Regions from separate parts of the Sus scrofa genome. Here regions 1 and 2 are each linked to region 3. A link is a contact called in public HiChIP or PLAC-seq data. All regions are on one chromosome and are shown on one strand. The core of a region is the stretch at or near the end of the contact, and the rest is flanking DNA. Distances in the headings are between cores, read along the strand shown. Region 1 holds the start of SMIM5 (small integral membrane protein 5). Region 2 holds the start of RECQL5 (ATP-dependent DNA helicase Q5). Region 3 holds the start of GALK1 (galactokinase).

What was found. HiChIP or PLAC-seq counts read pairs in DNA pulled down with a chosen protein or histone mark.
Region 1: a contact with region 3 is called in an H3K27ac HiChIP or PLAC-seq map of skeletal muscle. The contact joins the promoter of SMIM5 here to the promoter of GALK1 in region 3. A contact is called at or near these places in 3 of 5 promoter capture datasets (fetal liver, fetal skeletal muscle and liver), 10 of 47 Hi-C or Micro-C datasets (alveolar macrophages, blood, epiblast stem cells and 5 more) and 2 of 2 datasets of contacts at active chromatin or transcription factors (alveolar macrophages and skeletal muscle).
Region 2: a contact with region 3 is called in an H3K27ac HiChIP or PLAC-seq map of alveolar macrophages. The contact joins the promoter of RECQL5 here to the promoter of GALK1 in region 3. A contact is called at or near these places in 2 of 5 promoter capture datasets (fetal liver and skeletal muscle), 4 of 47 Hi-C or Micro-C datasets (epiblast stem cells, liver, psoas muscle and 1 more) and 1 of 2 datasets of contacts at active chromatin or transcription factors (alveolar macrophages).

What each region holds. Positions count from the first base shown.
Region 1 is chr12:5,761,696-5,766,124 of Sscrofa11.1, forward strand. SMIM5 (small integral membrane protein 5) reads right to left here and starts at 2,169. Exons shown (of 3, transcript XM_021066625.1): 1 at 1,603-2,169. RECQL5 (ATP-dependent DNA helicase Q5) reads left to right here. Exons shown (of 20, transcript XM_021066624.1): 9 at 4,028-4,246.
Region 2 is chr12:5,730,327-5,735,316 of Sscrofa11.1, forward strand. RECQL5 (ATP-dependent DNA helicase Q5) reads left to right here and starts at 2,010. Exons shown (of 20, transcript XM_021066624.1): 1 at 2,010-2,192; 2 at 2,834-2,965; 3 at 4,193-4,314. The coding sequence starts at 2,848. SAP30BP (SAP30-binding protein) reads right to left here and starts at 1,920. Exons shown (of 11, transcript XM_003357968.4): 1 at 1,735-1,920; 2 at 398-507. The coding sequence starts at 1,840.
Region 3 is chr12:5,640,134-5,644,946 of Sscrofa11.1, forward strand. It overlaps GALK1 (galactokinase), which reads left to right and starts at 1,879. Exons shown (of 8, transcript XM_003131193.2): 1 at 1,879-2,128; 2 at 2,840-3,029; 3 at 3,665-3,784; 4 at 3,984-4,119; 5 at 4,246-4,427. The coding sequence starts at 1,964.

The DNA of each region.
Region 1 (4,429 bases), core at 919-3,418, 120 kb after region 3:
CCGACAGCTGCCACTTGGTACTGAAGCCTCCCCATTTCCTCCTTGCAGAAGTGATACTCCCTCTTCAGAGGCAGCTGGTGCGGGTGTGTGGTGACTGATAAGGGTGTGTTGGTGGCCCCAGGCCCCAGGGCTTCTTGCCCTGCCCCCGTAATTTGGTCAAGGTGGGTTTCCAGCCACCCTTGCCCCCGGGGCAATGTCTTGTTTGAGAAACAACTAGAAGGAGGCATAATTGAAGGTTATGGGAGAGGCCCAACTGGCAAGGCAGAGACACCTGCCGTGCACCACGGCTTCAGACGATGCCCCTCTCTGCCTGGGCCCCGAGGTAGGCACCTGAGCCTTCTCCAGCCCCAGAGCTTTCTAGGATCGGGGGTTGGGGTGGAGGGGGGCACATCCTGCTGCTGCTGCTTATTCCTGCAGCCCCAGAAGCTGGGCAGCACCCATCTCTCTCCGTCCACCTATGTCCTGTGGGTGCAGGACTCTGATCCCTGCCCGCTCACCTGCCTGGCCCGTCCTGCAGATGAGAGCCAGCAGGGGTAGCTCAGCGCCGTGCCCCCGCCCCACCCCCTGCCTCTGGCACAGCCCGACATCTGTCCCCTCTCTCTGCCATCACTGCCGGGCTTCTTGTCTCCCCGGCCGCCAGCTCAGGCCAAGTCCCACAGCCTCTGTGGAGCCAAGATCAGCCCAGTCCTCTGATCCTTGGTTCCCACTTCAGCCTGGGTGCTGGCTTGTTTGTGTGGAGAAAACATCTCACTGGGGGCGGGGCCGGGACGGGAGACTTTAACCCTGGCGTGAGGAGAGGGAGGCAGCGGGGGTAGGCAGCCAGCCCTGCCCAAGAGGGCTGCTCTGGGTGCTGCCCCAAGACCCACCTTGGGGTCAGCATTATGGTGGCGCTGGCGGTGGTGGCAGAGGGCTGACTGCGAGGGCAAGGCCGTCCATGCCCCAGCTTCACTGCCACCCTTGTGGCCTTCTCCCCACCCCATTCTGGGTTTAGAGTCAGGCCCTCGAGCTTCCAGCACGGCATTCAGGAAGATTTGGGGGCTCCAGGGGAGCTCTGTGGGCCTGGGGAGGAGCTGAGCTGAGGACACCAGGCGGTGAGAGGGCCGGCTCCCCATGGGAGCCGGGAGCTGCTGTTCTTGCCCAGGACATCCCTGGGCAGAGACCCCTCGGGTCCTGCCACGCCCTGCAGGGTGTGAACTAGCTGAGCAGACCTTGCCCTGAGCCTCCTCAACTGGGGGAGACCAGGGACCCAATCCCAGGAAAAAGGGAGGCTCAGGGGGGCAGGCGACAGTTCTCTCCCAGGCCAGGCCGGCCAGGCCAAATCCCTCGTTTAAGCCCCCTGAATAGAAAAGGCTTCAGCTGACTTGCCGAGTAAGCGGCTCTTCTGGGCCCCTCTGCCTGCTCAGCAAGGGCTGCAGCCTCGGTCTGTGCCCCCTGCCGCAGCCCGGGTTTGAAAGGGAGTCTGTCCTGAGACTGAGTGAGTGTGGCCCCCAGCACCCTCCCCTCCGTGCTCACGGTGGCCTGTGGCCCTCCACGCTAGGGGCAGGGGACCCTGGCGGCTCTCTTCCCTGCCTCCCTCCCTCCTCCGTGGCCGGTGCCACTTACCTGTGAACTCAGGTGCTGGGTGTGGGGGGCGACCGCGGGTGCTGGGGCCCAGCCGTCGCCGCGCGCCTCTCCTCCGGGTCTCCCTCTCCTCCGCCCGCGCCCGCTCACACCTCTTCCTTCCTTTGCTGACGCCTCTTTCCTGACCCGAGGCTGCTCCCTGGGTGCCTCCGCTCAGCGCAGCGCAGCTCCTGGCTGTCAGCTGCTGTCTTGGCTTCAGCTTTTTTGTTGTGGGTCGTCCTGGAGATTCAAGTGTCACGTTACACGGGGCGGCCGCCGCTCAAGTGGGGAGTTGAGCCACCACTGCCCCAGCAAGGAGGGAATCCCTGCTGGGAACTGGTCCTGCGGCCTCAGATTCCTGTGCCCACTCCCTGCCCGGGGAGCGAGCAGAGCCGGAGCGCTGCAGGCCCTCTCCTGTAGCTGCTGCCCTTCCTCTCCTCCCTCCTGGCGGGTGTGTGCTAAACCGCTGTGGGCTGGGCCTGGGCTGCAAGCTGATGAAAGAGGAGGTCGCTGTCGTGTCCCCTGCCCCCGCAAAGATGAGCCCCCGGGAGGTTCCACCTGAGCCCTGGAGGCGGGGGGGGGGGGTCCTCTCCCCCCGCAGCGCTCCTGGCTCCTGGGCTCCCAGAGCGCCTTTGGGCCCCTGTCCACCCCTCCTGGCAGGTCCCTCCCTCCAAAGAAAGTAAATAGTGGGGGAGCTGCTGGACCACCCAGGCAGTCAGTCCTCTGGGAGGCATCTCAGGGAAGAACTTGGGAGTCCCGAGTGACTTAGGGTGACTCAGGAGTGGCCCGCGCCTAGCCTGCATGCCTAGGGAGGTGCCTCACGCGCCTCCAGGACCCTGGGGAGAGAGGACACTGCTGATCTTGGTTCTTGCCAAACGGAGTCCACTGGGGCTGTCTCCACACTCCTGGCCCAGCTGTCAGGGGCAGACTTCAGAGCCCAGTGGCTAGCAGGGCCCGTTGGCATTTGGCTGGTCATGCCACCCCAGCAGACCGGGCTGTGCCCGGAGCAGGGCAGGAGCCGACCCCAGCCCGCATCTGCTAGCTGTCAATGGAGCCCTTTGAGTGTGAGCACAAAACCCCAGTGAGTCAGGGCTTGGGGGAGGTGGGGGGAAGGAAGCCAGCCTTGTGGCCATGCCACTTGGATGCCGGCCTCCCAGAGGCAGGACAGGCAGCCACTGTGTGGTTGCACAGACTTGGGCGATGGAATGAGTTACACATCAGTTTTCCGTCCCGTTGGAGCAGCGCCCTCTGGTGGCCGCCGCAGCCTCCTTGCCGGCTCCAGCTGTCCACTCAGCCAGAGGCCAGCCAGCCACACTTCTTAGGGACTGTGCCATCATCGGGGTCTTGGCTGCTCAAAGTGTTTCTTGCAGCCTCAGGCAGTGCTCACATTGAGAGTTGCTCTGGTTAGAGCAGTGACGCCAGCCCTTCTTATTTTGGAATGTGGTACCTGGACAGCCCTGCCTGCCTCTGCTCCGGCATCTCCTCTCGGGCTCCCCCACCCCGTGCCACATTCCTGTGGGGTCAGTGGCCATGTGTAATGGCCCTGATAGTGCCACAGCCCCTCCTGGGCCTCTGCATCTGCCAGCCTGTGGGGGTCATAGGAGAGACAGCTAGACAGGCACCCCCAGGGGCTGTGGCAGGGTCAGGGCCGTGGGAGATGTGAGCCAAGGCTGCATCTCCTCCTTGCCACCCTCACCAGTGCCTCGCATGTGGTGCCAGCCCTGCCCTGCCCGGTTCCTGCTCTCAGGCAGCCCCTGGTCCGGCTGTGTACACTGGGCTGGGCAGAGGCTTGTTGGGGACAACAAGGAAGAGGTCACCAGGAGACAGAAGCAGAGTTACGGAGGTGGGGTGGCGCCACCTCCTGCTGTCCCCCCCCCAAAAAAAAGAGTGGAGAGGGGTAATAAGAGCCCTTGCTGTACGCTGGACACCGCAGCGGACACACCTCAGAGCATCATCTCAGCCCTTATGTGACCCGAGGGCCTGGTGCTCTGCTTGACCACGTTGTGGGCGCGCGCACCTAGGCTCCTGGAGCTCAGGTGTGTTCTGGACACGGCCTCAGCAGCAGCCGGCGTCTACACCCAGGGTCCACGCTCCTCCCGGGCACCACGCTCCTCCCAGGCACCTCTGTGCCAGAGGACAGAGAGGTGGCCAGGGAGAGGAGCCCCCCATGGAGAAGCAGGGTACAGCAGGCTCCCTGCCCTGGCTCCTCTGACACGTGTTACGTGACCTTGAGAAAGCTCCTTCACCTCACTGTCTTCGTCTGCACGACGGGCCCCCCAGCGAGGCCTCGTGAGGCTCATGTAAACTGCCCGCCACGGTGCTGGACACTAGGTGCGCTCAGCCAGGGTTCAGTGCTCTTAGAGGTCGGGTGAACAGTGCTGGCCTGCTGGCCCCTCACCCCTTGCCTGTGCTGTTCCGCCTCCTGCAGGTGTCGCCATGCTGCCATTGCCAAGTACTTCGGGGATGCGCCCCCCGCCTGCACCAAAGGCTGTGACCACTGCCTGAACCCAGCGGCTGTGCGGAAGCAGCTGGACGCTTTGGAGCAGAGAACCAGCTGGAGCAAGACCTGCATTGGGCCCTCCCAGGGGAATGGCTTTGACCCTGAGCTGTATGAGGGAGGCCGCAGGGGTTATGGGGGCTTTAGCAGGTGAGGGGCCATGAGGCCAGAAGCCCAAACCCCCTGGAAATAGTCTGGCATTCTCTGCCTGGTGCCAGGGCCAGATCAGAGGTGACCCAATGCCATAAGCACCTCCCCTCCCCGCCCCACCCCACGGGCCATGCTGGGGCCAGGACTTCCATGCTGCCCCGAGCTGCCAGGGCATCAGAGACA
Region 2 (4,990 bases), core at 760-3,259, 90 kb after region 3:
GATTGCAGAGATAAATGACACACCAATTAGGATGAACGCACGGTTACAAATGGAGTAACTTATCTAAAAGGGGAAAACCAACATAAAACACCCACTGATGTCTGGGGTGAATAAGAGTGTCCACTATCTTTCCCCCCAAATTGCAAGTCAAAGGTTTATACAAAATGGTTCGGGTGACACCAAATAGAACAAGTTGTTTTCGAATAGAACAACTGATATCCAACCCAGCTTCCTCAACTGACACTAAACAAACAAACAAACGAAAGTGTGGTGTCTGGTGGTGGGTGGGTGACAGTGAAATTAGGCACGAAGTGGAACACAGTCGGGACAGGTCAGAGTTTCTGACAAATGAAATGGTGCTTTGAACAGCTTTCGATTTGGGAACAGATGTCCTTACCGACTGCTTGCTGTTCTCATCCTCTTCTTCTTCATAACCATCTTCGTCACCCCCGAGGCGAGAAAAATCATCCTCTCCATAGGCTTCAGATACCAACCCGCCTTTCTCCTCTTAAACAGAAGGGGAAAAAAAAAAAAAAATGAATGGGGAAAAGAACGCAAGGAAACACTTGGGTGATTTGAGTGGCCAGGATTATTTCCGAAGATCAAAAGAAAACCTAAATGACCTTAGGCCCAGATTCCGCTTTGGGGAAAGTTACTACCTTTAGAGTATGAATTCCTTACAAGAACAGGGAAGAACACCGAGTAACATTAAATTCCATTTCCAGTGCTTCCAAGCCATCCATTATGCCAACGGAAGCCTTCCCTTCTCTGAACTATTGTACCACGTCAAGCATCTCTTTCGATCTGCATATGTCTACCTTGTATCCCAGGCACCAATGAACTTGTCTTTTCTTACAAGATCAGGACTCAAATGTCCTCCCCTAGGAACAGGACCTTGAACAGGGGCCACCTCGAGAGGTTCCCCATTTATACCTACTTGAGAAACAAAATCTCTTTCTATGTTTAAAAAAAACCCCAAACATCAGCAACCCCCCCCAAACAATACAAATTACCAAGAAACCACCAGAGAGCCTCCTGACAGGCAAAGACCACACAAAACTATGAGAAGCTAAACGAGGCCAAATCCTCCCTCACTTTCCAGATGAGGAAACCAAGGTCCAGATACACTGGGTAATTTGCTGCCTCTCTATACTGCCATAAAAATCTGCTCTCACTTCCTAGTAACGTGATTCTCAACCTGAGCAGGGCAACAAAATCACTGGTGGGCTTTGACAACTCACAAAGTAATGGAATCACCAAGGAGCCTTGGAAAGCTCGCAAATGCTCAGATCCTTCCCCAGATGTACAGAATTACTCTCTTTGACAGTGGAGACCGGATGCGTGTCATTTTAAAAGCTCCGAGACACGTCTAGGGTACATTACTAATTAAAAGTTTCGCTCTCCTCCACCAAACAATAAGCCCGGACAAAATATGCAGTGGTTCAGAAGCCTTGGATCCTCTCCACCCTTGGTCCACCCTTCTCCCCGGTATGATGCCCAGTACGGAGAAGACTTTCAATAGGTTCCGACAGGATAATCGAATCAACAGAAGGAGACGGTCCATTCTTACAAAAGAGCATCTAACGCTCGGTCTAGCCCAGGACCCTGAGCACCCTCCGGGGCTCCGGCGCCCGATGCTTGGGGCACAAAGACTCCCTCTTTCCCTCCCGCCCTATTAGGGAAGCATCATTCAGGGCAGACACCCGATTTCCCCCCTTCTAGCTCCCTACTCACCAGCCGCGCTGCCTGCCGTTTCCACTCCAGCTTCGCCGTCAGACTCGGGCTCTGAATCTTCCGCATAAACTGCCAGAGACGACAGGACATTCTTCTTCCCCGCCATCTTATTCCCGCACACCCGGCGCGCCTCACTTCTATGACTCCAAAAAGCCGACTTCCGTGCAGAAAGGCGACTTCTTCCGGATCCCAGGAGACCCCGCGCCTGTTTCAGACAGAGAACCAATCAAAAAGGCCGTTTCCGCGCTTGGCTCCGCCCCTCATCCCCGCGCCGGCAGAACGTCATCACTGCGAGACGGATTCAGGATTAAGTGGGTTTTACCTGACATTGCAGTCCCAGCGGTTTGGCTTCTCAGGGTTACCTGAGGGTTATGGGGGTCTTCGAGTAGTTCCCGAGCCCGTGGGCAGCAGCGGCCCGACAAGAGCCCTTCGCCCCTGGGAGCCCACTGCCGGCTCTGATATCTTGGGGTGAAGAGAGGGAGGCTTTGGCTGGGGAAGGGAGAAAAGAGCGAATCTGAGGCTCAGAGGAGGATGAAGGAAGAGCTTTCCTCTGGGGGTTGGGAAGAAGGTGTCGGGGTCCTGGGGGGAAGAGTGGTCCTCATGGCTGTGCTTGTAGAGCAAAGGGTGGGTCATAGAAAAATAATTCCACTTCCTCCAAATCCTTCCGAAGACATTTGTGCTTCTTCTCGTGATCTAATTTCCAGCTCTGTGCTATGCTGGGGCCTGGCATAGTTCGATGTGTTATTTTCACTGAGCGTAAGAATGGAGATGTCATTTACCTAGGAATGTATTGCTGGAGGCTGTTCACCCGGAGCTATATTTCTTGAAAATAATATATCGTTCGAGTGTAACAAAGCAAATTTAGTTCCTGCCGTGGCGCAGTGGGTTAAGGATCCTGCTTTGCCTCAGCTGTAGCGTAGGTTGCAGCTGCAGCTCAGATTTGATTATTGACCAGGGATGTTCCACATGCCAGGAGTCTGGTCAAAAAAAGAAAAAAAGCAAATTTTTACTCAGAAAAAATAAGCAGTCTTTGAAAAGCAGAACAGGGGGTTCTTGTTGCAACCATAGGATCATCACCTTTGCCTTAACATTTGGCCACTGTCTATTGGTAAGATGAGCACCCACCCTTTTGACCCTGAGCGTCGCGTCCGGAGCACGTTGAAGAAGGTCTTTGGGTTTGACTCTTTTAAGACGCCTTTACAGGAGAGTGCGATCATGGCTGTAGTGAAAGGTAATATTAACCAAACTGCCTGTGTTTACACTTGTGCTGGCTGTCCCCTAACACCACCAAAGAACGCCTTCTTTTTGACCCTTCTTACCTTCCCACCCTTGGGCCATGTTTGGTTTTGGAGATCTTACAGACCTGTCACCCAAAACTTGAAGCTTTCTCTCTCTCTCTCTCTCTCTCTCTCTCTCTCTCTCTTTCTTTTTGGCTGCACGTGGAAGTTCCGGGGTCAGGGATTGCGCCTGAGCCACAGCAGTGACACCGCCAGATCCTTATCCTGCTGAGCCACCAGGGAACTCCCCCAAACTTGCAGTTTTATTGGCAGAACCACCCAGCTGTTTTGCCTCTTATATTCATAGTCAGAGCTAAGGTTATCTTTGGAAACAATTCGTAAATTTCCATTCTCATTTGTTGGTGTATAGGCAGTAACGGAGGGATAGCAGACATAGCCTAAGCCAGTCACTGGCCTCGTAGGTAATTCCATTGTTGAAGATGGCGTGGCCTGAGTCCCAAATGGGGAAGGAAGGTGTGATAATATTATAAGCCTGAAGTTTGTTGATAAATAGAGGTTGTCCAGAGGGGAGCAGCAGTACGATGTTAATTACATGATAACATTTATCAACAAAAGACCTCTAGGTGATGTTGCTTCCATGTCTACACAGATAAGCCCACTGATCCAGAAGTATTCAGCTTGCATAGCTGCTCAGTTCACTGATCCGTATTCTAGCAGATTCTGTCTTCTTTTTTTGCTTTTTAGGGCCGAGGGTGCAGCACCAGGAAGTTCCCAGGCTAGGGGTCGAATCAGAGCTGCAGCTGCTGGCCTACGCCACAGCCACAGCAACGCCAGATCCAAGGCACACCTGCAACCTGCATCACAGCTCATGGCAACACCAGATCCTCAATCCACTGAGTGAGGCCAGGGATCAAACCCTCATCCTCATGGATACTAGTTGGATTTGTTACCACTGAGCCACAACGGGAACTCCCAAACTCTGTCTTATTACTCTTGTAGTTGTGACTGCCGCTACTGGAAATGATTTGTACACATTGCCAAATCTCTCTGCTCTTTTCATGGAAAGGATGGAAGAGGATTGAGGCTACATTGAGACCCTTTCATGTGCTGGGCCCTCCGCTAGGGGTTTTTCCTCTATTCTCATGTAATTTTCAACAGCCTTGATAAAGGAGAGATAAAAGGCAGGAAACTTGAGACATTGTCGTCTTGTATTTTTGCAGGTGACAAGGATGTCTTCGTGTGCATGCCCACAGGGGCAGGAAAATCCCTCTGCTATCAGCTCCCTGCTCTGCTGGCTAAAGGCATCACCATCGTAATCTCTCCTCTTATTGCTTTGATTCAGGTGAGGTTTGGGGGAGTGAAAGTGGCAGCCCAGAAGGTTTAGAGGAAGGTTTTTTAAATTTTATTTAAACTTAAAAAAACTTTCTTTCTTCTTTACTCTTTTTTTGCCGTCCCTCGGCTTATGGAGTTCCCAGGGATCAGATCCGAGCTGTAGTTATGACCTAAGCCCCAGCTGTGGCAATGCCAGATCCTTAACCCACTGCACTGGGCCGGGGATCAAACCTATGTCCCAGCACTCCCAAGACACTGCTGATCCCGTTGCACCACAGTGGGAACTCCGAGGAAGGTTTTTTTTTTTTTTTTTTTTTTTTTAATAGCTAGAAATTTTACTTCCCTTTCCTTGGTCTTTTGCCTCTAATTTTTTCTTTGATTTGCCTATAACCCGCTCCATGTTGGGAGGGATTGAGTGGCCCACATGTGGGGTTCTCCACTAGCGCACATTAGTCTGGTGGCTTATGAATGAATCTTCTGTGTTTTGATGGCCTGAGGTCTCTTACCCTCTGTTGTAACTTTTTGTCTGGAGGAATATGGAACTGTACCTGTATCCACATAACACGTTTTCACGTATACACATGGGCATTCTTAACACCATAGGAAAATGCAGATGGGTAGAGAGGTAATCTGCTGGGGGAGAATCCCTGGTAACTTCTGCTTTAGTCTGGCAAAGGGCACAGGTG
Region 3 (4,813 bases), core at 629-3,128:
TGTGTATTTAGGGATGAAATTGATGGGTCATAGGATAACTCTATCGTTAGCTTAATTGTTGGAACTGCTGGATTGTTTGACATTCCCACCAGCAGTGTATGAAGGTTCTGATTTCACCACATACTCAATAACACTTGTTATTTTCTCTCTATTTATTTATTTGCTTATTTATTTATTGTCCTTTTAGGGCCCCACCCGTGGTGTATGGAGGTTCCCAGGCTAGAAGTCGAATTGGAGCTGTAGCTGCCAGCCTACACCACAGCCACAGCAACACCAGATCCGAGCTGCATCTTCAACCTACACCACAGCTCATGGCAACGCTGGATCCTTAACCCACTGAGCAAGGCCAGGGATCGAACCCGCAACCTCATGGCTCCTAGTTGGACTCGTTAACCACTCAGCCATGATGGGAACGCCTACATGTTCTTGATACAAGTCCCTTAAGTATATTATTCGCAAATAGTTTCTTCCATTCTCCAGTTTGTCTTTTCACTTTCTTGATGGTGTCCTTAGATGGGCAAGTTTTTTTTTTTTTTTTTTTTTTTTTGTCTTTTTGCCTTTTCTAGGACCGCTCCCGTGGCATATGGAGGTTCCCAGGCCAGGGGTCGAATTGGAGCTGTAGCAGCCGGCCTACGCCAGAGCCACAGCAACGCAGGATCTGAGCCGTGTCTGCGACCTACACCACAGCTCACGGCAACGCCCGATCCTTAACCTACTGATTGAGGCCAGGGATCGAACCTGCAACCTCGTGGTTCCTAATCAGATTTGTTAAGCACTGCGCCATGACGGGAACTCCAAAGTATTTTATCTTGATGAAGTACAGTTCACATTTTTCTTCTGTTGCTTGTGGTTTCGGTGTCACATCTGAAAAACCATTGGCTAAGCCAAGGTCACAAATGTTTGAAAACATGTCCATGGAGTTCCCGTCATGGCTCAGGGGTAAGAAACCTGACTAGTATCCATGAGGACACAGGTTCGATCCCTGGCTTCTCTCAGTGGGTTAAGAAACTGGCATTGCTGTGAGCTGTGGTGTAAGGTGAACCTATGTTTACTTCTAGGAGTTTTCAGAGCTGACTTGTGAATGATCTTTGGGCAAACCCCTGAGCTACAGCCCTGGCCACAACCCTTCCAAAGCCCCCACTCTAATTCCAAAGAGTTTGTTTACATGTTAGCCTTTCCCCTCCAAGTTTTCATATGGGATGGCCAGCCATGAACAGGCATCTGGGCAGGAACCGAGGACAGTTTGAAGGTTTAGGATGCAGGCTGGTGAGAGAGGAGGCGGCCAGTGTCAGACTCTGGGTATCAGACACTGGGACCAAGATTCCAGGCTGAGGAAGCACTTGCTGGTGCCAACAGCCCAACTTGCCTTGGCAGCTGGGTGGGTCCTTCCAGGAGGGGCTGGGCCCACCCTGTCCATCATCCCGCTCCTTGCTCCTACACTGCTAAGGAGCTGGACAGGGGGTCAAACTTGGCTTTCTTTATCTCTCTTTACTCTGAATGCCAGGCCATCCACCCTCTTAGAGATCCATGATCGGGGGCTGGTGACCTCTCACAGCTGCAGGACTTTAGGACTTTTGGGAGAGAGCTTTGAGAACCCTTGGGGAACCCCAGATGTGCTGGTACTGCTCTGGCTGTGGGTAGCCGGCTGGGTGCAGGGGTGGGGTGTGGCACACCAGCACCAGGGAAGGGCAGCTTAGATCGCCCAGTCCGGCAAATACCACTCAAGGCCACGCACGCCCGACCAGACGCCCAGCGGCCCCTCCCAAAGCCCACCTCCAGTCGGCCCCGCTCGCCCAGCCGGTGGACTTGGCCGGAGCTGCGGGCGGGGCGGGGCCAGCGGGGCCCGGGGCGGGGCCCGGGGGCGGGGCGGCGCCAGCAGCTCTGTGGGCCGACGCCGCGCGGCCCCGCCCCGAGCATCCCGCGCCGACCCGACTGCGCCGGACAGAGCTGCAGGGCGAGAGTCATGGCCGCTTCGGAACAGCCCCGGGCCGAGGAGCTGCTGGCCAGGGCCCGGAGAGCCTTCCTGGAGGAGTTCGGGGCCGAGCCCGAGCTGGCCGTGTCGGCGCCGGGCCGCGTCAACCTCATTGGGGAGCACACGGACTACAACCAGGGCCTGGTGCTGCCCATGGTGAGGGGCTGGGCGGGAGGCGCCATCTCCCCGCGTGCACTGGTGGGCGCGCTGCACCCAACTTTTACCCCCACCGAGCTGGGGGACGAGCAAGTGGGAGAGACCCTAAGACGCGGCATTTCCCACATTGGAAGGGAGGGAGTTGGGAATCCCCGAGGAAGTAGGCTCCCTGGGAGCCACCGCGGCTTGTGGGGGAATGCGGAAGGGGGCCCTAGCGTAGACCGGGGCGAAGTAGTCCTGAGCCTCCTGGTTCCGCCGGTTCAATTTGCAGAGGAGGGAATTGAGCCTCAGAGAGGGCTAACGAGCTGCTCAAGGTCACACAGCTGGATCTTGGTGGACCTGCCTCCGCCGGGGGCTCTTTCCACCAGGCTCTGCAGCTGTGCAAGCTTGGCTAGTGAGCAAGCCCGGTGCCTTGAGGTTGCCTTCTAATGGAAACGCATCAGAGGAGCTCCTGATTCGGTTTCCCTGTTGTGCCCTCTCCCCCTCGTGCCCCGCAGCTGAGAGCCCATGCTCAGGGCAGAGTCCAGGTCTGCACTCCTGCTGTCCCGGCCCTGAAGACCCATGGGGGGCAGGACCCAAGTCCCCAAGGCCAGATCTGTATGCAGGCTCTTCCCAGAGACACTTTGGGTCACCTCCTTGTCTGTCCCAGGCCCCGCATCCCTCAGAACTGTGGTGCTGGGAGTTTGGCACACTTTTGGTTTCTCCTGCCAGGCTCTGGAGCTTGTGACTGTGCTCGTGGGCAGCCCCCGGACGGATGGGCTTGTCTCCCTCCTTACCACCTCTGAGGATGCCGATGAGCCCCGGCGGCTGCAGTTTCCCCTGCCCACAGACAAGCGGCCGCTGGAGCCTGGGACCCCGCACTGGGCCAACTATGTGAAGGGAGTGATCCAGCACTATCCAGGTAGGGACCTGGTACCAGGAGTGCCACCTCTCAGCCGCAAAGCTCCTTAGCCCACCTAATCCACTGTGGGGTAGGCATCCAGGGCGGGGGTATTCCCATTGTACAGGTGGGGAAACTGATGCCCCAGGTGAGAGCTTCCAGAACTTGCTCTGGGTTGCCCATTCCATGACTGGAGGAGCCGAATTGAAAACCCCAGCCTAGGAGTTCCCATCGTGGCACAGCGGAAACGAATCTGACGGGAACCATGAGGTTGTGGGTTCCATCCCTGGCCTCGCTCAGTGGGTTAAGGATCCGGCACTGCTGTGGCTGTGGCGTAGGCCGGCAGCTGTAGCTCTGATTCGACCCCTGGCCTGGAAACCTCCACATGCCTTGGGTGCAGCCATAAAAAGCAAAAAAAGAAAAAAGAAACCCCAGCCTCTTGGTGTCCAGAACCCTAAACCAGGAGAACCTCAGGGTAGGAGGATGGAGGGCAGCGGACCCCTTGGCCCAGCAGTTTGATGGCCTCTGACAATTGAGGCATATCCCCTGGAAGCAGCTGCCAGGCAGATGCCACCCTTTGTGCCAGAACACATGCCCTTCCTGTGCCCATCTTGCCCGATGGCCCATCTTACCATCCTCCATTCTTTCCCCTGCAGCTGCCCCCCTCCCTGGCTTCAGTGCAGTGGTGGTCAGCTCAGTGCCACTAGGGGGTGGGCTGTCCAGCTCAGCATCCCTGGAAGTGGCCACGTATACCTTCCTGCAGCAGCTCTGCCCAGGTACCTTCTAGACCCCAGCCCCAACCCAGCCCTCCTTCCCTGAGGCCTTGGGATCCGAACTTCCTGCCCCTCCTGTGGCTTTGAGGGTGGGGGTGGGAAAGCTCCCTGGAGTGTCTTGGGAGCTACCGCTGCTCTCACCCGGCCGCCCCTAGGGCCCCCTCCCGGGGCCCCAACTTCCCCACCTCGCCCTGTGCCGCAGACTCGGGGACAATAGCTGCCCGGGCCCAGGTGTGTCAGCGGGCCGAGCACAGCTTCGCAGGGGTGCCCTGTGGCATCATGGACCAGCTCATCGCACTGCTGGGGCAGAAAGGCCACGCGCTGCTCATTGACTGCAGGTCAGGGGCTCTCCTTGTACCCTCCCACCTCGTAATCAGGAGCTCCTGGATGGGGCACGTGCACTGCCTGGCGAGGCAGACACACACTCGGCCTTGTCATCTCCCCCTGCTCTGTCTCTGCCCCAGGTCCCTGGAGACAAGCCTCGTGCCGCTGTCGGACCCCAAGCTGGCAGTACTCATCACCAACTCCAATGTCCGCCATTCACTGGGCTCCAGCGAGTACCCCCTGCGGCGGCGGCAGTGTGAGGAAGTGGCCCGGGCGCTGGGCAAGGAGAGCCTTCGGGAGGTGCAGCGGGAGGAGCTAGAAGGTGAGAGTGGCTCGGTGTGCACTGTCCCAGAGATGGTGGGGTACCCCTCGGGGACTGTGCCAGGGCCTCGGTGTGGCTTTGACTCAGTTGTACACCCCCTCACCTCCAGGGACCTCTGCCAGGCTCTGCCCACTCCCCCTAATACTGCTAACCTAGGACTGCTTGAAGTCTCAGTATTGTTTTTTTCTAATATGAGCATTAAGTATCCACCACGGAAAATACAGAAGAATACAAAGAAGAAAATAAGAAACTAGGAGTTTCTGTTGGGGCTCAGTGGGTTAAGAACCCAACTAGGGTCCGTGAGGATTCGGGTTTGATCCCTAGCCTTGGTCATTGGGTTAAGGATCTGGCGTTGCTGCCAGCTGCAGTGTAGGTCTCAGATGTGG